2 separate regions of the Mus musculus genome follow, and region 1 is linked to region 2. The links are chromatin contacts, called in public HiChIP or PLAC-seq maps. All regions are on one chromosome and are shown on one strand. Each heading gives the region's core, a stretch centred on a gene start, on an enhancer-like site or on the middle of the called end of the contact. The rest is flanking DNA. Distances are from core to core; before and after follow the strand shown. Region 1 holds the start of 2300009A05Rik (RIKEN cDNA 2300009A05 gene). Region 2 overlaps Smad3 (SMAD family member 3).

What was found. HiChIP or PLAC-seq counts read pairs in DNA pulled down with a chosen protein or histone mark.
Region 1: an HNF4G HiChIP or PLAC-seq map of pancreatic cancer cells shows a contact between it and region 2. The contact joins the promoter of 2300009A05Rik here to the enhancer-like site in region 2. A contact is called at or near these places in 1 of 15 datasets of contacts at CTCF or cohesin (the NIH/3T3 cell line), 1 of 484 Hi-C or Micro-C datasets (the HL-1 cell line), 1 of 115 datasets of contacts at active chromatin or transcription factors (pancreatic cancer cells) and 2 of 9 other capture datasets (adipose tissue and pancreatic islet).

Annotation. Positions count from the first base shown.
Region 1 is chr9:63,397,618-63,401,256 of GRCm38.p6, reverse strand. It overlaps 2300009A05Rik (RIKEN cDNA 2300009A05 gene), which reads left to right and starts at 2,013. Exons shown (of 2, transcript NM_027090.1): 1 at 2,013-2,381. The coding sequence starts at 2,036. It overlaps Gm16759 (a long non-coding RNA gene), which reads right to left and starts at 1,940. Exons shown (of 5, transcript XR_003948339.1): 1 at 1,805-1,940.
Region 2 is chr9:63,704,589-63,708,054 of GRCm38.p6, reverse strand. All of the region lies in intron 1 of Smad3 (SMAD family member 3), which reads left to right. Among named protein-coding and RNA genes, the nearest start is that of Gm51710, 25 kb to the left of the region's middle. Within about 2 kb of position 1,479, at least 219 of the 459 cell types and tissues checked have an H3K27ac peak or open chromatin away from gene starts, as enhancers often do. A contact at or near this core is called in the HL-1 cell line, the NIH/3T3 cell line, adipose tissue and 1 more, where this site is marked.

The sequences.
Region 1 (3,639 bases), core at 764-3,263, 310 kb after region 2:
TTGAAATTATGCCTCTTTTACACATTTATTTCATACCAGAATGTCTTCACTTCTGATACGTCCGTTTCTTTCTCTTTCTATTGGATTGTCTTTTCCTTAATGATTTCTAGGAGAGTTATATATATATATATGTATATATGCAAACTGACCACTTGTTAATCTGATGTTAGGTTAATTTTGTGTAGTTCTCATAATTAGTCTTCTGCTGCCATTTAAAAATATAAATAACAGAAGCATTGCTCACCTTTAAGGTAAATCATTAAAAAAAAAATTCTACTTTTATTTTAAAAAGTTAGTTTTTCTGGAAAGATCAGGATTTTTCTGAATAATATAGAGCCAAAGCAGAAAATCCAGGAAACGAAATGGCAGTTTAATTGTCACTGTTTTGCAATACAAAACAACAGCAACAAACCAGTGCTGAAAGCCCAGTGCTCCCCTCCCTACTCAAGAACAGCAAAACCAAGGCAACAAACTAGCTGTGATTCTGTTGTGGTGCCACTTTACCTATGAAACTACTATTAAAAAATTAATTTTATAAATGTTTAGAAATAAACACATTGTGTTTATAATTTTCTTTATATGTTAGAATTCTGTGACAGATTTTGTCTGAAAAAGGGCTCCATTGCTTTTAAAACTTTACTTTGAAAATGACAGTTCTGCTGCAGCTCCCTACCTCCCTTCAATAGTCCTCCTAGCTATTCTGCATATCAAATATATCATGACTTCACCTAATCTTTCTTTAAAAATCGATATCTAATAGAGAATCTTATAAAGTTCAAACTATTTGCATGACTGCAAAACCCCCCTAAATATTTAACATATTTGTGGAATGAACTCAATGTTGACTAACCCAAAACTGGTGACTATAAAAACAAAAATGTTGCTGGAGAGATGGCTCAGTGGTTAAGAGCATTGGCTGCCCTTCCAGAGGACCTGAGTTCAATTCCCAGCTACCACATGGTGACTCACAACCATCTGTAATGGGATCTGATTTCCTCTTCTGGTGTGCATGAAAATGGAGCACTTGTATACACAAAATAAACAAATCTTCTTTAAACATCACACTATTCTACATCCTTCTTGAATTTTCAGCAAATAATTGTTATATAGTTCCAACACAGAGAATTACTTCATTTGCATATGGTACTTTCCAGAAACCTCATCCTATTTACTCATTCTCCCCACAAAAATTGAGGACATATAAGAGTAATGATACTTTAGACATGAGGTTGTATGCTAGCAGAAAGTCTGAGAAATGCTTCCCTTACACTTTCATGGGTAACTGAGATTGTTAAAGGTTGGTGACTGCCAATTCCGGTCCTAGTATTTACTGTGTTCTCAGGAGGGAAGTTTTTCTGAGCTTTAGGGCACTAAATGAGAAAACATAGGACTGCTTTTCGGGTTTTGGGGGTGGTGGTGCGGGGACAGGGAGGCAGTTGAGACTTGCTCTTCTATGTAGCCCAGGCTGGCCTCCACCTCCCCATCCTCACATCTCAGCCTTTTCAGGGCTGTGATTCCAGGCAAGCGCCACATCTGGCTTGGGACCCTATCTTGCACTATCTAGGTAGGATTCAGTCTGGACAGTGAACACGACTGTGAGGACATCTGCACATACGTGCAGTCTGAGGTCACCAAGCGTCCAGCCCGGGCAAAGGCCAGGCCTTGGTGTCAGCTCACTTTCCTGTGCACACCTCAAGCACCTCAGCATCCCTGAGGATTTCCCTGGAGCCCAGCGCCTGACAGCCAGACCGGGTTTGTCGCTGTGGAGGATTGTTTTAACATTGTCTCCCTGCTCCGAGGTTACCTGAGGCCAGAGGTGACAATTTTCCTGATCTGCGCAGTCGCTCCGCCCTCCCGTCCCGTCCTGTGCGCACGCGCCGCACCTCAAGGCGCTCTCACCCGCGCGCTGCCCGCTGGGTGTCCCCCGCCCTGGCCTAGGGTGGTGAGGGGAACACGCATGCGCACACTCGCCTGACCCCGCCCCCAGAGGCCCGGCCCCAGGGGCCCAGGGCCGGCTCCCCGGCGTGCCCCGGCCATGGAGGCCCTGCGGAGGGCCCACGAGGCTACGCTGCGGCTGCTGCTGTGCCGGCCCTGGGCCTCGGGCGCCGCCTCCCGCCCGAAGCCCCGCGCCTCGGAGGTGCTGACGCAGCACCTGCTGCAGCGGCGGCTGCCGCACTGGACTTCCTTCTGCGTGCCCTACAGTGCGGTCCACAACGACCAGTTCGGCCTGTCGCACTTCAATTGGCCGGTGCTGGGCGCCAACTACCACGTCCTGCGCACCGGCTGCTTCCCCTTCATCAAGTACCACTGCTCCAAGGCGCCCTGGCAGGACCTGGCCCCGCAGGACCGCTTCTTCACCGCGCTCAAGGTCATCAACCTGGGTGAGTGGCGGCGCCCTCGTCTGACCCAGGCACTCCTCCATCCCAGGGCGGCCGCTGGCCCACAAGCACGCTGCTCGCTCTCCAGGGCCGGCCCTTCGCATCCCCGGTGGGCTGCTTGCAGCACCCCTGAGGTCGTGCCCTGCCACTGTCCACCCGGGAGAACCCTGCCCAGGGCAGCGAGGAGTGAGTCCCGACAGTGGCTCCGAAGTTGCTTAGCAAGAGTCATTCCCGCGCTCATCACCAAGAGCCTTTGGAGGACAAAAAACTGGACGGACTTTTAAAGTTTCTTTGTCTTTCTGTGAAATCTCAGCAATTGTGTTTTGCTAAAAGCAGTAGGTTCTCTCCAGACATCATATTTTCTCAGGTGCTAGACTTAAAAGATGCTGTCTTTTAAGATCCTTTAGTATCTATATTCCTGAAGATAATCTAATTCTGACGGTCCTCCTGCTAGATGTGTGTGTTCTGTGGTCTAATGGCAGAAGAGTCAATATCACGGATTGTAGATGTGACAGCATTTTATAGATTAGGGAAAAATTCAAGTCCTCAAGATGTTTCGGACCTATTAATAGCTGCTAAAAAAAATATTAACTTAGATGTCAGTCACTCAAACTCTATACAAGGAAGCAGAACCAGTATAATCCAAATAGTTTTTTTTTAAATATTGCTGTCTAGGGATTTATTAACTTTTTTATTAGATTATTTTCTTTATTTACATTTCAAATGTTATCCCCTTTCCTAGTTTCCCCTCCGAAAATCCCCTATCCCCTTCACCCTCCCCCTCCAAATAGTTTTTTTTTTTTTTTCAATCCAAAATTAACACTAAACTCTGTGTAGCCGTACTAGTGTTACATATAGTCTGGTAGTTCATTCAATTTAATAAAGCATGGGCATTTCTGCTTATAATAACTCAAATAGCACTTACGGGATTTTTGAGCCATTGTCCCCCTGGAAAATCCAGGAAGGAGATTATACACCAATGTGTCTCATAACTTGTTTGATCCACTCTATACAGTGTATGTCAACTAATCCTGAGGTTGGTATGAAACTATGGGAAAAGCCAAAATGCTAACAAATTAGATTTGTGAAATGAGTTTATTTTATTATTTTCAGAATTGGCAGGAGTCATTCTTTTCCAAATACTGAGATATAGGTTAGGAAAACTAGTAGGCCAGGAGGAGAAATGGGATGAGGAACTGTGGGAGGGGGACCAGGAGGAGGGCAACAGCTAGACTGTAAAAAAATAAAATTAATAATAAAA
Region 2 (3,466 bases), core at 230-2,729:
AGCAAACTAATAAGACAACATCTGGCTGAGATTTTGATCTCTCAGCTTTGCATGTGTGGGTACCGCACACATCGTCTTAAAGTCACAAGCATCCTACTGCCTGGGTGCTGCCATCATGAGCCAGGCTTTATGTCACAGCCCTGTTGCCAGTGTTGCAGTACCTCCGGGGCTCCTGCCAGGTTAGCTCTGGCCTATCTCTAGTTCACTACTGTGTTCTCTGAGGCCAGCACTGATATGCAAGGCTCAGTGCAGGCATGTGCAATACCTGCTGATGTGCATGGCACAGCAGAGGTGTGTGCAGCACCCATCACTTGGAGCTTGGACTGGTGCTGGGTGGATGTATGTAGAGTTCCTGGAGAGGTCAAAGATGAGGGAGACACTGTGAGTCTTGGGGGATTGAGGTCAGGTCCAGGAGGACAGAGTGGAAGTAGTTCCGGGTTGGCCAGAGAGACAGAGCAATGGTGCTGATGTCATAGGGTACCCAGAAGAATGTCGTTACTTAGAGGCCACTGGGTGACGACAGTCAGGGCAAGTGTCCTTACCCACTGAGCCACCTTGTCAGTCCAATATTGAGCTTTTAGTTTTATTTTTATAGGTGTGATGGTACATGTGTCTCTTCTAAGCGCTTCGGAGGCAGAGATAGAGGCAGAGGCAGGTGGATGGATCTCTGTGAGTTTAAGGCTAGCTTGGTGTACACAGTGAGTTCTAGGCCGGCTAGGGCTGTGTAGTGAGACCCTATCTTGAAGAAAAATAAAGACAAAGAAATTGATCATGTCAATGTCACAGTCAGGAACTGGGCACTTTCCAGGGCCTGGAGCTCCCTAGGGTGTCAGAGGGGATCGGAGAAGGGATGAATTTCTTGTATCTCAAGCCCCTGCCTTGACATTGAGTCTCATAACATTCATAGGACACGGCCTTTAAACAAAAAAGTGTTTCTATTTTTGAATCCTGTTTGTTTCCTTTTTGGAAGCAAAAGATGTGACCTCTGTAACACACGGCCATTGTGACTGAAGGGTAGACCTGGTAGAGGTCCCTGCTTAGGATGGTGACTGCATTGGGCAGTCTCTTGGGGGATCTCCTGAAGAGCCAGCTAGCCCATCCTGGGGAATGAGAGGGCTGAGCTCTGTGGAGTGGAGTTGTCTGGCCTCTGGGTAGATGGTAGGATCCATCCTTCACGGACTCCTTGAGTCTCTGAAGAGCAGGTTTTAAAAGAGGGGTGGGTCTCTGCGGCGGCTGCTGAAGCTCTCCCTTTAGAAAGGAACGTCTCAGGATTGCAGGGGGACCCAGGGTCCCTGAATCCATGCCCTTCGTCAGTGCCCCACATCTTGGCATCTGTAGCTTGGTGGATGCCAGGCCCCTGCATCTTTGTGCACAGATACAGTGACCTATTTCCTGTGGCCTCTTCTCCACCCTGCCTGGGGGGCTGGGGTGGGAGGGTAGCTCTCCGGCTGCCTAGGACTCTGAGTCACAACCCCGGCGTGGAGCCCGGTGGGGATTTCCACGCGGCCTCAGTGCTGTCTTCTCCTGTTTCCTGTCAGCCTGTGATGCAGGCTGGCTGCCAGCAAGGGCCCTTGGCACTTCCGGCCCCAGTCACCAGCCTGCCTATCATCTCTGAGGACACTTTAGTCCCCTGCTCTCTTTTGTCCCTGCCTTGCCCTGGATGGGCAGCTCCTGGAAACTGTGAAGGGCTGTAGAGGGGCAGGAGGGAGAGTATGTGGGGAGGGAGAGCTGGAACAGGGGCAGCTCTGCTCAGTCAGGGGCAGCTATACTCAGGCTCTCTTATGCTGATGAGAGCATTCACGAAGGAGGCAGGACAGCAGGCCCTTGTCCATTCAGCTTCTAAGGTCACCAGAAAGACGTCTGATTTCCTTAGGTCTCCCTAAAACATCTATGACTAAACCAGAGGAAGTCTCCTTAAATATCTGCTGTTCTGGGATGAAAAATACTAAGCCCCAGAGAAGTAAGTGGATGGAGAGAGTAGCTCCTAGCTTCGATTTTAAGCCAGGATCTGTCAGGATAGTTTTGGGGAGGGAACAGGGCTTTGGGGGTTGGGTAGCTCTCTGTCCAGACCCTGCCCTGTGAAGAGGAAGCCATAAGACTGCCAGCTGTGACATTGGCATTCTACAAATCTTTTTTTTTTTTTTTCATTCCTGAATCAGGTGACAAATCCCATGAATTGGTTTTGAGGACCAAATCATGTGTTTCAGAGATCAGCCCCCACTCCTGGCATATTGTAAGGCCCATCACAGGGCAACTGTGTGACAGTGCTGCCGTCACCCCTCCCCCATTCCAGCAGTCCTGTCCTGGCACCACATCTGGTGCACAGCAGGTGCTTAGCCCCTGAATCCCAAAGTTGGGGTGATTAGGTTGGACTTACATTGAAGGTCCCTAAAGAATGGGGCTAAGTATGTTTCTGCGGTGACTCTTGGACTGCTAGAGTGGACAGACTCTTAGCAGGTCCCACCACTCGTGAGAACAGGTATGATAGGAATGTCCTCTGGTGTCCAGCAAGCCTGGGAAAGAGGAATGTGTGCTCCCCTGTCCCAGCTTTTAGGTGTACTGCAGGTACAGCTGAAGTGCTGGTTAGGCTCTCACCTTTTTTGTTTAAAGGCCGTGTCCTATGAATGAATGAAGCCAGGATCAGTGAGTGCCAGGGTGCCAGGTGCCTCAAGACTTGTTGATCTCTGCAGGGAAAACATTCACTTTATCCTGAGCCCAAGGAACAGAGGATTGATCGTCTCTGAAACAGACAAACAGATGGGCAGACAATCTATTTCCCTAGGCTGGGAGATTGCTTCATTGGTGAAGGCCCAGGATAAGGGCTTGAGTTCAGTCTCCACAATGAGGCCGGCCAAAGGCTCTTATCTATGCTGAGAACATTAGTGAATGAAATGACACAAAAAGCTGTCAGCCACCCAGCTGCCACTGAGGGAAGGCCTCCAACAGCTAATAGCCTTTCTAAAACACACACACACACACACACACACACACACACGTCTGTTGCCCACAATACCTAAAGGGAACATCCTGGAATAGATATAGACTGTGGAGTGTCATAAGTAGCTACTGAGAATTGAACCTGGGTTCTCTGGAAAAACACCATTGCTCATAACTGTGGAGCCATCTCTCCAGCCCCAGAAACTGTTTAAAAAAGAAGGTGGGTCGCTTCTGAGTAACAACACTTGGAGTTGACCTCTGGCCTCCCACCATACTCATGTGTACATGTGCATACACGTACTCATGTATACATGTACTCATGTATACACACATGCACCAGTAGGAACCACATGTGTGGTATATACATGTGTGTGTATGCACACACACAATGACTAGGGGGCGAGAGGAAGAGAGGGGAGAGAGGAGAGACGGGGACAGAGAGAGGAGAGAGAGAGGAAAGGGAGAGAGAATCTAAGAATCTAGTACCTTCAGAGAAAATGAAATCTTTGAGAAGAGATTAGATGGTACA